Regions from separate parts of the Anas platyrhynchos genome. Here region 1 is linked to region 2. The links are chromatin contacts, called in public Hi-C maps. All regions are on one chromosome and are shown on one strand. Each heading gives the region's core, a stretch centred on a gene start, on an enhancer-like site or on the middle of the called end of the contact. The rest is flanking DNA. Distances are from core to core; before and after follow the strand shown. Region 1 holds the start of COTL1 (coactosin like F-actin binding protein 1). Region 2 holds the start of ZDHHC7 (zDHHC palmitoyltransferase 7).

Region 1 (4,506 bases), core at 44-2,543, 220 kb after region 2:
TGGAAGCACGGAGTAACTGTGGTAATGAGGTTTCCTAACTCTACAAACTTTACATGTACAAACCATACATTCAACATCTTCCTGTGAAATAACATCGCATTGCAAACTTTGAAATAAAAGCAATATTTTTTTAACCACGGGATGCATTTTTTTATTAACATCGCAAAAATCCAGCCTGCCAGGTTTTGGTAGAAGCCTGCTAAGGTGTACCCTGGTACTTGTTTTGTAAATCCAATCTGTGGGCACGACAAAATCTGGTGACATCTCTGTGAAGCTGCGTTCTGCTAAGCCAAGGACCCATCTCTGCTTCTGTGGGCGCAGGCTTAGCAGACAAAGCTCATCATTTTGCCTCGAGCTCAGCATCCCCCAGCAGCGGGCTGACGCCGCCTGGGTGCATTTATTCTTTTTTTAAGTCCCCAGCGCTGGGAGCGGAGCCCGGCAGGGGGAGATCGCTCCATCCGAAAGGGACCCGGCCGCACAGACACACAGACAGACACGGAGCTGCCCCCGGCTCCCGGCCGATGCCCCCCGCCTCCAGCAGCCCGGCTCCTGCTGGCCCCGACCCCCGGGCAGCCCCCGGCAGCCCCCGGCCGCCTGCGGCACCGCAGCGCGCTGTGCCCGGGGCCGCCACTGGCCCCCCGCCGGCTTCATCCCGCACCGAGCTTCTCCTTCCTCCCTCCTCTTCCTCCTTCTCCTCCTCCTCCTCCTCCTGCCGCCGGGGGCTGGCCAAGCACGGCGGCCCCCAAAATAGCGGCGGCCGGACCGCGCATCACCGCGGCGAGCCCAACGCAGGCGCTCAGCCCCCCAAAACACACCCCTATACCCCCATAACCCCCCTCAGAGCCCCCCCATCACCCCACACACACCCCTGTACACCCACACACCCCCTCACATCCCCATACACACCTCCCACCCCCCCACAGCCCCCCACACCCCTCCACATCCCCCCAAACGCCCCTCTCACACCCCCATACCCCCCCACGACCTCCCACATCCCCTCATCCCCCCCTTACACCCCCTACATCCCCTCCACGCCCCCCTCCCACCCCCAATACCCTCACATACACCCCCCACACCCCCTCCACGCCCCCCTCACACCCCCCCAATACCCCCCCACGACTTCCCACTCCCCCCATACCCCTCCACATCTCCCTAAACCCTCCTCCCATACCCCCCACATCCCCCTAAACCCCCCTTTTTCCCCCTGTCCCCCCCCCAATCTCCGGGCAGCCCGGGCGGGGCTGGCGGGGGCAGGCCGGGCTGAGGCCGCCGAGCCATTGGCAGGCGGCGGCGGGGCGGGGGCGGGCCGGGGGCGGCAGCAGCAGCAGCAGCAGCAACCGGGGCCGGGACCGGGGTTAGGACCGGGTTTAGGACCGGGATCGGGACCGGGCGCTGCGCGGAGCGCTGCGGGGCTGCGCGGTGCTGCAGCAGCAAGAGGCGGCGGCGGAGGGCCCCAAGCTCCTCGCCTCCCCGCCCGCCACCCCCCTTTCCCTCAACCCCCCCCTTCCCTCCCCCTTTTCCAAGACGTCCCCATGGCCACCAAAATCGACAAGGAGGCGTGCAGGGAGGCGTACAACCTCGTCCGGGACGATGCCACCGAGGTGAACTGGTAGGTGGCCCAGCCGCGGGCACCCCCTGGCTCTCCCGCAAAGGCAGCGGTGCCCCGCTGCTGCCCCGCTCCTCGTCCCCTGCCCCCGGGCCACCCCGTCCTCCCCTTCCCTTTTCCAAAGGGTTTTTCCTTGGAATATAATAGAGGCAGCCTTTAAATTTCTTCTCCTTGCCCATCTCCAAAGGCTGACTTCTGAATATCTCCTTCCCCCTTCTCCTAAATATCTCCTTCCCTCTTCTCCTTTCCCCATCCCCAAAGGCTGACTTTAAACATCTCCTTCCCATCTTCTCCTAAATATCTCCATCCCCCCTTTCTCTTTTCCCTATCCCCAAAACCTGACTTTTAAATATCTCCTTCCCCCCTTCTCTTTCCCCTCTCCCAAAGGGTGACATTTAAGTACAACGGCTCCACGATCGTCCCCGGAGACCAAGGGGTAGACTATGAAACCTTCAAAAGGAAGTGCACAGGTAAGCTCCCTCTCGCTGCCTTTGACACGAGTGGCATTCCTCGCTGCCCAGGGCAAAGGGGGAAAAGATAGGAGAAAACTTGGGGGAGAAAACTGCAATTTGTGCCACCGCTGCTGCCCCGTGCCCTGTCCTGCATGGCTGGGTCTTCTGCTGTCACAGAGAGCAACTTGCTCAAGTCCTTGCAGTCCTTTGTCTCACCCCTAGCCCTAAGGTCCTCCAGGCTTTTTTTTTCCCCCCTTTCCACAATTTGCCGTTCCTTCCCAGCTATAAACAAGAGCCGAGGCTGGCTTAGCAAGGCTCCCATTGTTCGGCACTGCAGTTCGAAGGCACAGCCTCTCACTGGAGAGCAGCGAAACGCTCCGTTTCGGGGGCTGGAAAAACGCAGCCGCACAGAATATTCCGCAATAAAATCCTTCTGTAAACCCTGCTCCTCGTGCTCAAGTAACCGCGGACAGAAGGTTGCTCAGATTTTTTAAGAACGTGAAACGTGAGAGCCGGTAGGCAGAGGCTGGCTGGAACAATACAGCCCAGGAACAATCGCCGCCGTGCATTGCACAACCGCACCAGTTGCAGCCCTCGCCTTAAACGTGGCAGCTGATTGTTTAACTGTCGGATGTGGCTGATTAACAGCAGAAACAAAGCCTGGGGAGAACGAAAATAAGCGGGCAAATATTTAACATCATCCGATCTTGACTTTTGATGTGTCTTACACAAAAGCGCGCTTTGATTTCTCGCAGAATAACTTCTGGGGGGGGGTTGTGTGGTTCTCCCCGTCTTGGCGGCTGCTTAACGATATCGCAAAGTGATATGAGGTATAAAGCGTTTGTAACTCGTACTGCCCTATAACTGACAAAGCCTGCCTCCCTCATCCAGCTATTCTACAGCCAAGTGTTATGGTTAATCTGTAATTCTTGAGTGATGTGTCTGCACTGTAAAGGAACTGTGTGTTGAGCAATTCTCCCTTCTCAAGGTGTGGTGAGCCCCGGAGGCGCTGCAGTCAGAGCCCCACATCCGTGGAGATGCTGGTGCCTGTCCCAGTTGGTCTTTCCAGTGCTAGGGTTCAGCTCTATTTTACGAAGTGTAGAGGAGGACTTCCAGTAACTTAATGAGGGCAGGGCTGGGCTGAGCAGTCAATAAATATCACAGGAGAGAAATACGTTGTAGTCTTTGGAAAGGAGTCGCTAAATCAAAAGGGCTGAGGCTGCTCTGCTCTGACATTTGCAGTGGGTTAATTTGGGTTAAAAGTGGGTTAAATTGACATTTGCCAGGATTAAGACAGCTACTCAATTCTAGCTGCTCTTGGGACCTCAAAACTGAAAGTAATCCTCCTAGAGGTGATGTCAGAAGTGCTGATACCTGTACCCCAAAAACTCCTTCCCACCCATCTCTTCTCCATGTGCAACCTGAGGCAAACAACAATTACCCAGCACGCTGGGAAACCTGGGTACCAGCACTTCTGAAGTTCCTGCCCACATTATCTTGAGGGTTAGTAGTTTTTCCAGGAGGTCAACAGCTTCAGCATCAGTGCCCTGTTCTCTGTCTCTTTCTGTGGCTGGGATAACATCTCCACTGTGTCCAGACATCTGAGGCTTGCAGAGGAACCTTCCCTGTTTACTTTTTCTCCTTGTTTTTAAGGAGCACATCTCTTATTCTGTCTGAACTGATATTTAATGTTTGTTCTGGAGCAGTACCCTCTTCAGGAACAGTTCCTGTCCCTTCTGCAGCAGATGGAATACTTCTGTCGAGTGGATAAGGAGCAGAGAGCAGTCACTGGTTGGGTTGGGTAGGATGCGTCTAACAGCTATTTGAAGGCACATATTGCACTTTGGAATATGGCCAGTTTTGTTTTCTTGCCAATGCTTGCATGTGTCAAACCCTAATAAAATAGGGTATTAAAGCAGACAAGAGTTTAAGGAAACTTTTTTTATATCAACAGAGGGGCAAGCTGGCCTGAGTACTGAAGCATTTTTACAGCAAAAAAGGAAATTCCGCATGTTTGAGGCATAAGCGTGGAAAGGGAAGAGTTAAATAAGGGGCATCAGTGGGGTAGAAGTAACCTATTAGCCTTTGATGTGGAGCCAAGTCCCTCATAGCTGCTTGGTTCTCTTCCTTTCTCTCTTTCCTCATGCACCTGGCACGGGCTGCTCCTTGGCAGACCAGAGGCAAGAGGTTATATCCAAACCTTCCTCTGGAGCCCGGCTGCTTGAGGCTTGGAGGAGCAGGGAAATTCAGGTATCAGGCTCCCGGTTGAGTGCCAGAAAGGATCTTACCCCACCCACGAATTAAGGGCAGTGGTTGAGGAAGGAGGAGACACAAGTTTTGGTGCCTCCATCCGTGCAGCTGCCCTTCACTTGGACCACTAGCCATGGTCAAAACCCAAGGCTCATGCCAGCAGTTGCAGCTTTGCTTCCCATCTGGAAGAAAGGTGCC
Region 2 (4,236 bases), core at 419-2,918:
TCCAGCTGAAGCCCAGCTGTTGGGAAATAGAAGACTACACACAAAAGCAAGTTCTCCTGAAATCCAATGGTTCAGGACAGAAACAGAAGAAAAAGAAAAAGAAAAAAGGAAAAAAAAAACAAAAAACAAACAAAAAAAAAAACAGCTGTATTTTATTGCACTTATCAGCATGCAGAACTCGTTATGCACTTGCTGCCGATGTCCCACTAGATGGTGTTCATGCTACAAGAAGAAAAAAGCGAGGCTGGAAAAGTGTACCCGAGCTGTGATAATGTCATCCTTCAGCATTTTTTTTACTGTGTTTTAAAATGCATCTTCAGCTCACACACTGCCAAGATTGCTATTTTACATCTCATTTTCAAGGCTACTGGGTATCTACTTTTCCTAATATGCTGTGGAAAATACTGAATGATAGTCATGTATTTCGACATGAAACGTTTCACCTAATTTAACTACAGATGTTGAGCCTAAACCAAATTGGTTCACAAAATTTAGTAAACGGGAACTGAAAAAGCTGCTAACTTAGGTGCCTGAAATCCTTCTCTTGAGACTCCCTGAACTAAAGAGACAAAAAGAAACAAGACTCCCTGAACTAAAGAGGAGCCACAAAGTAGCACCATGACACTGAGTGTAGGACATCACAAAAGAAAGCCCTTGGTGGCCATCCTGAGGTAAAACCCCTGGGATCTGCAGCCAGTTTTCAAAGGGGCAGGTAGATGTGGTGCTGCGGGACAGGTAGATGTGGTGCTGTGGGACTGTAATGCCACACAGAGGTATCGCTTTAGAAGCTGTGAACGCATTTTTAACACAAAATGATGATTTTATTGAACATTTGCAGGGTAAAACACCAAGCTGCTAACTTAGGTGCCTCAAATCCTTCTCCTGAAATTCCTTGAGCTACAGAGCCATGAAGAAACAAGACTTCATCGAATGATCGAATCATCGAATATCCGGAGTTGGAAGGGACCCTTAAGGATCATCAAGTCCAACTCTTGACACCGCACAGGTCTACCCAAAAGTTCAGACCATGTGACTAAGTGCACAGTCCAATCTCTTCTTAAATTCAAGATAGGCTCGGTGCAGTGACCACTTCCCTGGGGAGCCTGTTCCAGTGTGCAACCACCCTCTCTGTGAAGAACCCCCTCCTGATGTCAAGCCTAAATTTCCCCTGCCTCCGCTTAACCCCGTTCCTGTGGGTCCTGTCACTGGTGTTAATGGAGAAAACTAAATAAGAGTCACGAAGAAACACCACTGCAACACCGAGCATGGGACATCACGAAAATAACCCTTGGTGGCCATCCTGAGGTAAAACCCCTGGGATCTGCAGCCAGTTATCACAGGGGCAGGTAGACGTGGTGCTACGGGACAGGTAGATGTGATGCTGTGGGACTGTAATGCCACACAGTGATATCACTTTAGAAGCTGTAAACACACTTTTAACCCAAAACGATGATTTTATTGAACATTTGCGGCGTAAAACGCTAAGAATCTGGACCCCCGCATTGCAAAGCGCCTAATAATACCCCACTCTCAGAGCCCCTCCTCCCCACACGCTGAGGCGAAGCCCCGCCCACACGCGCATCAAATCCACCCCGCCGCCATCGCGCGCATGCGCACGCACCCTCCGCGAACCAACGCATGCGCAGCTCAGGCCGGGAGGGGGGGCTCCGCGCTTCCGCCTCCCGCCGGCGCCGCCCCGGCCGCTTCCGGGAGTCGTCGGCTCCGCCGAGCGCCCGGCCCCGGCCCCGGGCACGGCGGCGGCCCCGGCCCTGCCCGGCCCGGCCCTGCAGCAGCGGCGGGGCTCGGCCCCAGGAGGCCGCTGAAGGAGGAGCCGGGAAGGTCGGTGAGGAGCCGGGAAGGTCAGTGCTGGAAAGGAGAAGGGTCGAGCCCTGTGGGGAGGAGGGGGTCGAGCCCCGCAGCGCTGCGAGGGGGGGAACCGGGCCCTGAGGGGGGGCCTGGGAGGCACCGGGGGGGCCGTGCGGGGCTCGCACCGCTGGGTCGTGGGCACGGGGATGTGGCTGAGAGCCTCGCCGGGGATGTGATGGGGTTGGGGGCACGGTGGCTGCTCACCATAACGGGGTTAGAGGAGGTCTTTGGGAGCTGACTCTCTCCTGCTTCGAAAATGTGCCGATAAAGCAGAGCTCCGATGGTTATTTAGTAAATTAAATGAGAACTTGAGGCTTTTAGGGCAGATTTTAATGACTGAAAGCTCGTGGTGTCCAAAAAAAAAAGATAACGCTTCTTATCTGCCTTTAAACTTCTCTTGCTTTTGCTCTAACTTACTACATTTTGTACCGTACTTTTCTGATAAATTCCCTGTTTATGCCTTTTCTGAAAGCATAGGGAAGCGAATTGGTAGCATACTGCAGCAGTAGGAAGGTTGAAAATGAAGAATGGAAAGGAAATGTGAGAGTTTATTTTTTAATTGCTGTGAGGAACTGTTGAAAATAAAGGCTTTAGCACTCTCTTAATCGATGTTGAAAATCGCCAGTGCAAATATTTTAGCTTTGATCTGTGATGTTACTTTCTGTAACCTTGAAGGAGAAACTGTATGTGGATATGGATACGATAAGTGGCAGTGCCTGGTACTGCCACCCGGATACTGCAGTGCACTCACTGAATGAGATACCCAGGCTCATCCTCAAGTGAATGTGAGGATAGGGAATAAATTTATCAGTGTAAAAACCACAGTAAGAAAAAAGAAAAAACAGACAACTCTACAGAGCGTGAGGCAGTTGCCATTGGCAAAGGTGTAAAACTTCCAGTTGCCACATAGCGATGTGATATTTGTTTAAGCTTTCTGGAGTCTAATCTGAACTTGAGCCTGTGGCCCTGTTCCAGAAGAGGTAAGATGTAAAGCCCAGCCGTAGCTCCCACATATCGTGCTTGTGTCCTTTCTTGAGTAAAGGTTGTTTGCTAATCCAGAAGTGTTCTCTCCTTGCTGTTGAAACCCAGTGAGCTCATCATGTATCGGATCGTGTGCATCTTTCATGGGCTCTGAAGTCTCATGAAATGGGTTCCCTCTGATTTCCATATTTATGGAGGAAAAAAAAAGATACCTAGCATCTTAGAAGCTGTTTGGTATTTTGCTGAATATGGAAAAGTGAATTGGTACTGCAGATTTATCAGGTTTGTTGCTGACAAGCAAAACGCTTTAGTACATTTTATAGTGTTCTGAAGGCCTGCAGAGTTTTTTCTTTCATTTTGTATTTTTCATTTTTGTTTTACCCAGGGTGCCAGTTCCTGTTTTTTTGTGGATGTTTATAAAGATGCTAGCAGCATAAAGACACGAGCAATTAGATGAGCAGCTTGCCTGTAAGACATCCATACTTAATGCTGAGTTACTGTATTCCTTTTCTCTGAGGTCATGTAGCACATCCCCTTTTCAGAGCTGAAAAGAAACTCTTCCAGTGTTTTCTGTGGCTTTTGACTTGCTGTAGAGACTGGCATAAGGAGAACCATTACAATAGTTTTAAACTTGCCTGTTAAATATGTAATTTACTGAAGATCATCTCTTGAATTCATCCTTGGATGTGTGCATGCAGACAGCATCATGTTGATGTGTTTCCACTGCAAATTGTCAGTGTGCCTGCAGCAGAGCAGGTGGAGTTCAATAAAAGGAAGGGCTAAAAGGTATAAACGAGGAATTCCCAAGATAAATACAGTACAAAATATGTTAGAGCAAAAGCAAGAAGGTTTTTAGAGAGGTGATGAGCCGTGTCACCGAGGCCACGGGACAGAATCGGGGTTGTAGTTGATGGATTTATTTGGATTGTAGTTGCTGGACTGGTCCTGCTGAGTGCCAGCTGCTCAAAGCAGTTCTTGCACATTTCATGGTTGCTGAGAAAGCTTAACCTTGAAGTCGTAGTACCGAGCAGACAGAGTTCCCTGCTGCAGAGCTTCCTGCTGCAGAGCTAGGCTGTTGCTGGGGCTGACCTAAAGGCTTTTCAGTACAGTTAATGGTCAATGTAGTTATTGGAGTAGTTTTATTTGTTTGCCGGGAGGTTGTTTGCCAGATAAGTCACTGAGCAGGGCCTGAAATGAGCCACAGTTTACTTATTAAGTGGCTTTGCAGTTGGGGTTGTATGTATCTGTAATGAAAAGTGAGTTACCCAAATCAGGCGTGATTATGTCTAGATGCTGGCTGATGGATATTTATTTATCGGTCAGCAGTGAGCGGTCCAAATTGCTGATGGTTTCAGATACAGTAATAGGTTTGCCCACTTGGTTTACTTT

What was found. Hi-C and Micro-C count contacts between places; a contact is called where the count stands out from the background.
Region 1: a Hi-C map of F1 follicle shows a contact between it and region 2, with 2.9 times the contacts expected there. The contact joins the promoter of COTL1 here to the promoter of ZDHHC7 in region 2. A contact is called at or near these places in 2 of 8 Hi-C or Micro-C datasets (F1 follicle and subcutaneous adipose tissue).

Annotation. Positions count from the first base shown.
Region 1 is chr12:3,576,974-3,581,479 of IASCAAS_PekinDuck_T2T, forward strand. COTL1 (coactosin like F-actin binding protein 1) reads left to right here and starts at 1,294. Exons shown (of 4, transcript XM_027466911.3): 1 at 1,294-1,609; 2 at 1,994-2,076. The coding sequence starts at 1,533. It overlaps LOC140003530 (a long non-coding RNA gene), which reads left to right. Exons shown (of 2, transcript XR_011812355.1): 2 at 1-158.
Region 2 is chr12:3,354,258-3,358,493 of IASCAAS_PekinDuck_T2T, forward strand. ZDHHC7 (zDHHC palmitoyltransferase 7) reads left to right here and starts at 1,669. Exons shown (of 8, transcript XM_027466851.3): 1 at 1,669-1,859.